Linked DNA regions of Zea mays: region 1 is linked to region 2. The links are chromatin contacts, called in public Hi-C maps. All regions are on one chromosome and are shown on one strand. Each heading gives the region's core, a stretch centred on a gene start, on an enhancer-like site or on the middle of the called end of the contact. The rest is flanking DNA. Distances are from core to core; before and after follow the strand shown.

Region 1 (5,505 bases), core at 1,658-4,157, 660 kb before region 2:
TACAAAGGCAGTACAACGAGTAAAAGCAAATCTGGGCATGATGCAGGGGTTCACAGTTTTTACTTTATCCCACATTTCCCAGTATTATAGTGAAAACAAATTTGAAATGATAAGCACCAAAAATATGCTCAGAAGCACAGAACATGCAAAGAAACATGTATCTATCAAGTGCATCATCAATCATACCATAGTTTTTATGACTAGTCACGCAGGTATATCATTCACAAATTCCAAACAGAAGATACAAAAATTCACAAACTTGATTAAAAACAAGGAAAATACTTTCCGCAATAACAAAACCCATATCAACCATTTACTACAACACCCTTTATGACAACCTGCTCTCTGATAGTTGATTTTTCCACATTTTTACTAGACAAATCAAGCTCAGGGAGCACCTTTATTTTAGCATCCAAAATATCTGAAGAACCGAACTAGACAAATCAAACTCCAGGCGCACCCAATCCAGTAAATAACATATAAATTTTACCTTCAGTTGTCTCCCAAGCAACGCCTCCGACAAAAATCTTCCTGCAGAAAGCAAAAATAATAAATCTCCTTTTGACCTACATCATTAATGTTCAGAAATCCTAGGGCCCAGATCGCTCACCCCGATGAGTCGCCGCCCGCCCCCCTCACATCCTCTCCGCCAGCATCGCCGTACCCAGACGCCCCATCCCGACCTCCCCGCCGCCCGGGGTGCCCCTCCTCGTCGACCTCCTCATCGTCGTACCCGTTCAACGCGTGCTGGTTGTCCTCCGGGTACCCCGCCATGCCGCAAACTTCTGCGCAACCGCCGCCTGAGATCAAAACAATGAAATCTGAGCAAACACGCAGAAACCCTAGCTCGAACCTTGGAAGAGGGCGCGGGGGAGAAGGCGGGTTACCTCGGATTCGGAGCAATCAGAAGGTGGGGTTCGAATCCTGAGCAAACCGTAGCGGCGCTACTGCGGCCTGCGGGTTTAGAGGGAGGGGTGAGATTGCAGGAGGACGGAGATGAGAGAGACGGAAGAGGCGGCGGCGAGGTTCGCTTTGAGTCCAATGCGCAGACGGCTCCGGCATTTTATATGAGCCGTGTGCGACGTTGCGAGTTTGGGTTTTGGACGAAGTTGACTAAAAAGTTAGAGCTACTATGACAATTTTCTACTTTAAAGGTTTTGTTCGTTTATTCTCAATACATATGGATCAGATTAGAATAAAAAAATTAAAAAAAAGTTTAACTTATTTGGAATTCAAACTCATCCAATCTTACTCAATCAACATAAATTGAGAGCTAACTGAACAAGCTTTAAATAGGTGTTTAAATATACTAGAGCTAATAGTTAGTTAGCTAAAAATATACTCGTAGAATTAGCTAGCTAACAAATAGTTAGCTAACCAGGGTTCGGCTAGGCGGCGGTTAGGCGGCGCCTAGGCGCTAATCGACGGGCTGACGCATAGCCTAGGGGGTTGTGTGGCGTCTAGGCGGGCGCAGCGCATAGGCGGCGCTCAGCCGCGCCTCCGTGGCGAGTTTGCGGCGCGCAAGCGCCGTAGGCGGGCGCGTAGGCGGCCAAGTTTTTAGCGCGGCCAGGTTTTTAGCGCGCGCGCCGTGCTCCTCCCGCGCGGGAAAATCCCTCCTCCCAGCCGCTATCCCGCTCGGCCTCCCTCCTCCCAGCGCGGCAAAATCCAGCCGCTGTCCCGCTCGGCATCCCTCCTCCCCGCGCGGCAAAATCCAGCCGCTATAACGCGCCGGAGGAAGTGCAGCCACCGGCCTCCCTCGTCCCCGTCGTCCCTGCTTCCTGCCCGTGCCAAGGTGAGTTCTCCTCCCCCGTCGGCTGCTCCCCTCCCTGCTCATCCCCATCCGCTAACTTGGCCTCTCCTGCTAACTTGGCCTCCCCTGCTTTCCTCCCCTGGTTTTAGCCTCTAGATCTTGCGGACTGCGGTCAAGAGAAAGGATAGCCTTCTGAAACTTAAGGATGTCATCAGAAACTACAACTGCACCTTCTGAAACTGAAGCAGCTAGAGCGAATCTCCTAAAAAGAAATTCAGATGATGTTGGATGGGAATATGGTGTTCTTGTTGATGCTAACAACAAAGACAAGGTGAAGTGTAAGTTCTGTGACAAGGAGATGAGGGGAGGGATTTATAGGTTGAAGGAGCATCTTGCCCATGTTGGAAAGAATGTGAAGAAATGCACGTCTACAACACTGCAGGCTCTAGAGGCTAAAGAGAAGTGCAAGAAAGCAATAGAGGCTGCAAAAAGGAAGAGGGAGGAGAAGACTGTTCGTGAGCTAGAACTTAGAGAGGAAGTGAATGTATCTAGGGTTGGAGAGGAGTCAGAAGAAGTCACTTGTGTTGGAAGCTCACAGCCTCACAAATTAGGGCCAATTGACAAATGGACACGTGCTATTGATCCTACCAAGGCTGATTCATTCAAACAACAGCAGCTGAACAAAGAACTATGGAAAGAACGAGAGCATGAGGTGCACAAGTTTATTGCAAGATGGGCCTATAATCATGGTAAATTGCTAGTATACGATGTTGTTTTCACATTTTAAAATTCATGAACTGAACACTAATTAGACTTCATTTTTTAATCATTGGCAGGAATACCTTTCAATGCATGTGACAATGATGAGTTCAAGCAAATGTGTGAAGCAATTGGACAATTTGGACCAGGACTAACACCTCCAACTCAAGATGCCTTTCGAGGTAGTTTGCTGGAAGAAGAATATGAAAGAACCAAGTGCTTGCTGCAGGAACGTGAAGCCGAGAAGATGAAAAATGGGTGCTTTATTATGACCGATGCTTGGTCAGATAGGAAGAGGAGAAGCATAATGAATATATGCACTAATTGTGCTGATGGAACCTCCTTCATCAGCTCAAAATAGATGTCAGGTGTGTCACACACAAGTGAAGTCATTTTTGAATTAGTGGACAAAGCAATTTAAGACATTGGTGAAGAAAATGTGGTGCAAGTAGTCACTGACAATGCCTCTAACAACATGGGAGCAAAGAAGCTATTGCTTGAGAAGAGACCACAAATATTTTGGACCTCTTGTGCAGCTCACACAATCAACTTGATGCTCCAAGGAATTGGCAACTTGCCTCGGTTCAAGAAAGTGATTGACCAAGCAAAGTCATTTACCATATTTGTGTATGGCTACACAAGAACATTGGAGTGCTTGAGATACTTCACAGAGGGGAAAGAGCTAGTGAGGCCAGGAGTGACTAGGTTTGCTTCATACTTTCTCACTTTGAACAGTATGCAAGAGAAGAAGGATCAGTTAAGGAAGATGGTGGTTCATAGCAGGTGGGACTCATTAAAGGATGTGAAATCAAAGAAAGGAAAAGAGGCCACAGCTACTATATTGAGTCCAGCCTTTTGGAAGGATGTGAAGCTAATGTTGGCTGTTTTTGAGCCATTGGTCAAAGTCCTCTGTTTGGTTGATGGGGATGTGAAGCCATCCATGGGTTTCCTTTATGGAGAGCTACTAAAGGCAAAGAGAGAGGTCAAAGAGGACTTTGGCAATGTCGAGTCTCGATTCAAAGATGTTATGGCTGTAATTGAGAAGAAGATGAATGGAAGACTTGATTCTCCATTGCATTTGACAGCTTTTTTGCTGAATCCACACTACAGCTATGCTAACCCATCAATCTTTGATGAGCCCAAAATGAATGAAGCCTTCATATCTTGTGTCGAGCAATTTTATTATCATGATGAGGACCAACAAGAACAGGCTGCCAACTTTGAATTGAAAAAAATTCAGAATAGAGAAGGACCATTTAGCAAGAAGCTTGCAAGAACTTTTCAAAACTATGATTACAATCCAGGTAGAGGTACTTATTATATGGTTGTTTGCTGTTTTCTAACATGGCTGTTTGCTGTTTTTTAAACTAATAGAGGTGTTTCTAATTTATTTCAGCATCATGGCGGCGGTTATATGGAACTGAAACACCAGCTTTACAGAAGATGGCTACAAGGATATTATCTTTGACATCAAGCTCTTCTGGTTGTGAAAGAAATTGGAGTGGGTTTGAAGGGGTTAGTGCCTATCTATTAATCATTTCAGCAGTATTATGATTAAATTTCAGAACTGAAAATGCTTTTGTTTCTAATTTATAGATACACACTAAGAAGAGAAATAGGCTGACTACAACCCGCCTCAACAAGTTGGTCTATATTCAGTTCAATAACAGGCTGATGAATAACAGAGAAAAGATTAGGTCAAAGAAAATCACTGATGTTCTCTTGTCTAGTGATACAACTGAAGCTCAAGGTTTTCTCCAAGAGGGTGGAGATGATTGTGCACAAGTTGTCTTTAGAGATGGGGAGGAAGATGAGATGGAAGGTACAGGGATACCTTGGTCTGTTATTGGAGAGGCAGTGGGAGCAGAAGAACAGCTTGAGCCTCGTAGAAGTGCAAGAGTGAGAGAGCTCTATGAAGGAGAAGAGTTTGAGTCTGAAGAAGAAGAGTATGAAGATGAAGATTTGTGCTACAGTGAAGATGAAATATGATCTGGACCATCCCCATCTAGTAGTGAAGCCTTTTGTGATGCCCTGGTCTTATGAACTGCAGTTGTGTCACTTTGTGTCTGTGTGTCTTCTTTTGTGTGAGACCTGAACTAAGAACTATGTGCTTGTGCTGTCCTTTATTTATAAATTGTGTTCTGCACTTGTATTACTGTCCTATCCACTTGTGTTGTAATTACCAGCTGCTGATATGGTGTGCTCAACTGCTCATGAATGGGAGGCTGCTGAAATCATCCAGATAAGTCACAATTTAGTGTTTTCTATTTTTTTTATGAACAACTAGTTGTCTATTGACTAATTTACTAACTACTAGCTGTCCAAATGTGTTGCAGCCTTGCAGGAGCTAGGAACATGCAAGAGTAAGCTCAGCTAGGAATCAGATATGTCTACTGGCCTTCTTTTTATACTTACTGTGAGTCTGTGACTCATATATAGTAGTTATATACGTATATATAGTTATATACATAATATATATATAATTTATGGCTATATTGCCAAAACGCCTAGAAAAGCGCCTAGAAGCGCCTAAGACCGAGTACTCCCGACTAGGCGCTAGGCAATGGGTCACCGCCTAGATTCCGCCTAGCGCCTAGCTGAACCTTGTAGCTAACTACTAGCTAATTCACTAAAAATAGCTAATAGCTTAACTATTATCTGGGGTGTTTGGATGTCTATAGCTAATTTTAGCCACTGACTATTATCTCTAGTGCATTCAAACACCCCTAAGACATCAATATCATTTTATTTGTATTAAATTATGAGTTTTCGTTAGTATTTTCGTTTTCGTTCGTTTTCGTAATTCCGTTTATCCTGCTGCCGTTTTCGTTCCCGACTATTCCGGACCCGATCCCGTTTCCGATGATAAAATACGGATACGGAAATTAGAGAGGTATTTTCCATCAGTTTCTGTCTATTGTCATCACTAGTGTTGGATACTTGGTTGGATGCCATGTTTAAAAAAACTTTAGTTTAAATAGCAAAAGATGCTTAAA
Region 2 (5,261 bases), core at 100-2,599:
CTGCATGTGGCTGTCCCTATTTCTAGTTGCACCGTACATATATTTTATTTTATTTTAATCTTTAAATTATTGAAATCTAAGGATTAAAATGAAATAAAATAGATGGTCAGTTCCTAGAAAGTAAATAACCCTTAACTGTTCCAGATAGGGCTGAAAATGGATGTCTGGAGATTCAAATTATCCATATTCGTAAATTGCTAATATGAATATCCGTATTCGTATTCGATTTCAATGTAGATGTCAAATGGATGTATTCGATTTTGATTTATAGTACTTTTCTCTATCCGATTCTATATTCGTATTCGAAAAAAACTATGAAACATTCGATACTATCCGTATCCGTGAAAAAATATGTTTCATGAAACCATTTCAAACTTAACTTTATCACTAATTACTAATTAAAAATGATTTTAAGTTTAACAATATACTAGAAAAATGATATATATCATTTAAAATATTAAAAAATATTTATATGATAAATAAATATATCAACCTTATATTTCTAGTGATATCCAATGATAAAATTCAATAAGTTTCATAAACATTCAATTATAACTCTCCACTTTATCTATATAGTGAACACATCTAAACTAAGTTACATAAACATTCAACTATAACTATCCACTTTACAATATATAGATAAATTTTTTCATGTTTTTATTTAAGTTTTGGTATACACATTTATATAGGACATTCATTCATTTTAGAACGAAAAATTTGTTTTTCTTAGTACATTTACTATTTTATATTAATTCTAATTTACTTGTATTTATACAAATGTCACTTATTAAATATCATGTGTTGTTGTTTATCTTTTGTTACATGCTTCGATAGTTTAAAAATATTGTTTATATAGTTTTGTTGACTTGGATATGGAGGATCATGAGAAATCAATTTTAATTTTAATATGTTTTAATTATCTATTGATTATCTATAAACTTGTACTTAAATAAAAATTCACATATACATATGTTAAATTTAGGGTACGTCGTTTGAGTTGAATTGAGTAAACATCCGAACAAGAATTCGAATTCAACTATCTATTTTGTATTCATATTCTAATATATTCGAATTTGTATCTGAATTCAGACTAAAATATGGTAAACTATGACATTCGAATTTATATCTTTGATCCGTTTCCACCCCCAGGTTGATGAAGAAGGCGAGGCGTTCGTCCTACGGACGGACGAGAAAAGACAATAATGTCTCTGATGCGATGTGTTGTCTGTCTCGCCTGACGCTGACACTCTGCCTGCACCTTCACGAGTTCAGAAGAGAACCGAGATGCCCGAAAGTGGTTTCGCAACGGGCTCATGAGATCCCAACGGCCCAGCCGCAAAGCAGCAGGAGGGGGAACGGGAGCGCCCACGGCCGGTAACGCGACGGGCAACCGAGCCCAGCAGGCCCACGCAGGCGGAAACCGTGGTGATTGTTTAAAGTTAAAAAAATGAAAAACGTTTATTTTGTCTTCTTAACTATGACGAAAGTTAGTTTTTATCTTAACTCTAAAACCGGAAAAATCTCCCTTATGCTATGCTCGGTAGAGCATGCATATGGTTGTTTTGTCTTTATATTACGCTGTGTAATATTTAAAAATAGGGAGTGATATAGAGGATGAGGTAGATTGACTACTGGAGACCGTCCTAACTCGTGAAACAAAATACACTTGACCCATGAATGTTTCTGTCGATAGTTTTTTTCTTTTATGTTTATTTTATCTACATCTTAGAAAAAAGTATATTAAATCATAGAAAAATAATAAAATAAAACTCAATCACGTTTAACTCCGCATGAGTAGACATACATGTTGGTCACTCGTTCTCAACTACTATGAATTAAGAACAATGCAACACCATTTTTAAACGTTAAGGACATTCGTCCTTCGAGGCATTATCTTCTTTCGGATATAATGAGATTTTCAGACGAAGGTCACGAAGAACATGTCTTCATCATTCATAAAAATAAAAGCTTATACACATAAGATGTGTTATCTATTCACATATTTATCCCATAATAAACGTATAAGCATTATCATAATTTATACTACATTGATACATTCGGCTTGTTTGAAGGTGATGACACAAGAGCAATTACAATCCAGCGTGAATAATACGTGGATACTGTTCATATATTTATAGACAACCATAAGGGTTCGTGTGCTATTACATTCATGCCAACAATTACATATAGAGTTTACAAGATGTCACAAGAACAATATCGTCATTTGTATTTAATAACTTGAGCAACACCTTCTCGTTGCATCGTCTCCTTGTTTCGCCGTGATGAAGCCTGCTTGATGAAGCGTGCTTCGTTGTACTTCTCTTGTACTATGCCGAAGCTCTTTTGGTGACGAAGCTCCTATAGTATTCAGTAATATGCTGAAAGCAAATAGTTAGCTATGTTTTCTAGGACCTTCGTAAGAGGAAGGCCTCTAACAATACACAATAATTTAATTCGACATGCTTTAATATAAAGCTTTTATGTAACTTGAATCTATGCTTTTATGTAACTAATTCATAGCTATAATTTCTCTAGTCCAATTGTGATGAAAGTTTTACGATGAGCTATTAATTGCATGCTTCAGTTGTAGTAACAATTTTACGATCGTTGGATCATAGATGACTGAGTTACAAATTTATCTACATAAAACTATAACACAGTCATATATGATCCAATGAGCATGATGTTTTTGCTACATCTCAAGGATATAATGATTAGCCCATCACAAATTTTTTTATCAAAATTAGTCTACAAAAACTATAATTGTGAATTAATTCTTGCAAAAACATAGATCTAAGATATAGCTAAAACTATATTGAAGCATACCATTTGTTCACTGTGTATATGTACTCATGTGGAGTCCAATGCAAATAGATTTCGATTTTATGATTTTTTAATTTACTACAATTTTCAAACATTTAGCTAAAATAAACATAAAAGAAAAAACTACCAAGGGAAGCAATCATAAGGGTCATGTGGCTGATTTTGGAAGATATAAATGAGGAGCTATTTCCGGTTTTTAAAGATAAAAATAAAAAACTATCTTTTAAAATAATTGAAGAAGACAAAAATCATGGTTTACCCCATCGTCATGGTCATCGCGCGCCCTACTGGCCCATGCCCACACAAGCGTCGATGGATGGAGCATTCATCTAGTTGATAGTCCTTGGTAGCTTTGCAATGCAATTCGCGACGGCTAGCTGGTCAGGTGGTTGTACACGCAACGCACTGCTCATGCTCATTACATAAGCGTGGATGGATGGGCCAGGCCTGGCACCATTGGCCTACTAGTCTCCAATAGAACTAATCTGCTGTCTTACGGCAGCGTGCCATGTGCTCGTTGATCTTCAATCGAACAAAGATGTGTTGTCCTCCCCCGTAAGCAGCGGCCAAGCCAACCACATCAAACCAATGGCGCCATCACTAAGCTAACATTGTCGCCAAGAGCCAAACGACACCACATTCACATGTGCCATGCGCCCATAGGTCTTAGCCCCCACGTCGCTAACGAGTAGAGATGGCAAAGGGTATCGAAACCCGACGGTTTTTTATTCTATTAGGGCTTGTTTAGAAACCCTATTTTTTCAAAGGATTTTCATTTTCCCAAGGAAAATTAGTTCATTTTTCCATGGGAAAATAGAAATCCCTTGGTAAAATGGGGTATCCAAACTAGTCCTTAGGGTACATGTATGGGTCAATTTTCTTACCCATGGGATTATTAATGGGAATAAAGTTGTACCGTCGGGCGTGCGGGTACGTTCTTATGGTACCCAAACCCGCAAACCCATCGGTAAAATATACCCGGTTCAGTTATATTGTGTGCCTCTTAAACCCTGATCTGCTAGTATATGATCACTAGTAGAAAAGAGCTCAAAGCCTGCGACACCCATAAATTATCACTGGCGGTTTCAGTTATCGCGCGCCAGTAAAAAAACGAGGTGGGCCCGGCTTGGGAACCGCCAGTGGAAAACTATTTCCACTGGCGGTTTTTCAAGCCAACCACCAGTGAACTGTCTGTTATAATTACCCCTCTTTTTCCCCCCGACAGGAGCTGTATGCTCGCAGCCAACTTCCATTGGAGGCGATTTTGGAGGTCCAGATTTCACAAAAAAACAAGGGGGAGGTTTTGGTCTTCATTTCTTGGAAGAAGGTGGATAAGAAAGGTTGGTTTATGTTTCTTTGTCAATTTTTGTTCATTCTTGCTCAATTTTAGCCACATTTTGGATCTAGGGTTTTACATGTGAGAGAGAAGAGTATAGCTAGGTTATTTTCTCTATTTCCTCAAATGAGGTTGCTTAAGATGGTTAGATTTTGTCTATTCCCTCTCCTTTTTCATGTTTAGTTCTCAAATAAGTTTATCCATAACACATATTTAGTTGCTTAATGAATGGTGAATGTGTTGTATGGAAGGTTGGTTTAATTAAGTTTCAATTGTCAATTATTGTTCATTTTTGCTCAATTTTAACTACATTTTGGAACTAGGCTTTCACCATGTGTTAGAGATAGGTTTGGGTATTAAAATTTTTTGTTTATTAGTTGCTAGGAAAGTTTGGCTTATGTTTCTTTTGCCAAATTTTGTTCATTTTTCCTCCATTTTAGCCACATTTTGGATCTAGGGTTTCACCATGTGTTAGAGATAAAGTAGTTAGGTTGCCTAATCGATCCAACCGCCTATGCTTCATCCTTCCCGACAAAAACTGTGTAGCTCGCGCGCAGCCCAACTTTTATTGGAAGGCCAGATTTCACAAAATACAAGGGGAGGTTTTGATCTTTATTTTTTGGAAGAAGGTCACTAAGAAAGGTTGTTCATGTTTCTTTTGCCAATTTTCTTTATCCATGATATATTTAGTTGTTACGAAATATTGGTATATGTTTCTCTTGCCAATTTGTGTGCCTTGTGTGTTTTATGTTACTTTTTTTACAGGTGATGATGGAGAGGATATCCTGGATGTATAACTTATCAAGGCTAGATCCATCATACATATGTGAGGTCCATAAGTTTATTGTTGTCTCTACGAACCATGCTTGGAGAACAAATACAAAGCACATATATTATCCATGCATGGACTGCAAAAATGCTGTTGTATTTGATGACACAGAACAAATCATATCTCATCTGGTATGCCGAGGATTTGTGAAGGATTACATAATTTGGACAAAGCATGGAGAGGGTAGCTCTTCGCCTTATACAGCTGGAAACCCTGCGAACATCGACGACAGCTTTCAGTTCGTTCACGAGACACAACAACCTCTTCCACAGA

What was found. Hi-C and Micro-C count contacts between places; a contact is called where the count stands out from the background.
Region 1: a Hi-C map of ear shows a contact between it and region 2, with 1.9 times the contacts expected there. The contact joins the promoter of LOC103628594 here to the enhancer-like site in region 2. A contact is called at or near these places in 3 of 25 Hi-C or Micro-C datasets (ear, leaf and tassel).

The regions. Positions count from the first base shown.
Region 1 is chr5:158,214,155-158,219,659 of Zm-B73-REFERENCE-NAM-5.0, reverse strand. It overlaps LOC103628594, which reads left to right and starts at 2,907. Exons shown (of 3, transcript XM_020538517.3): 1 at 2,907-3,813; 2 at 3,906-4,024; 3 at 4,106-4,795. The coding sequence starts at 2,985. The coding sequence ends at 4,498. It overlaps LOC100382538, which reads right to left and starts at 1,003. Exons shown (of 7, transcript NM_001175272.1): 1 at 888-1,003; 2 at 611-800; 3 at 491-531. The coding sequence starts at 774. It also overlaps the pseudogene LOC103628595.
Region 2 is chr5:157,556,454-157,561,714 of Zm-B73-REFERENCE-NAM-5.0, reverse strand. No RefSeq gene overlaps it. Among protein-coding and RNA genes, the nearest start is that of LOC109939553, 95 kb to the right of the region's middle. Within about 2 kb of position 1,349, at least 15 of the 20 cell types and tissues checked have an H3K27ac peak or open chromatin away from gene starts, as enhancers often do. A contact at or near this core is called in ear, leaf and tassel, where this site is marked.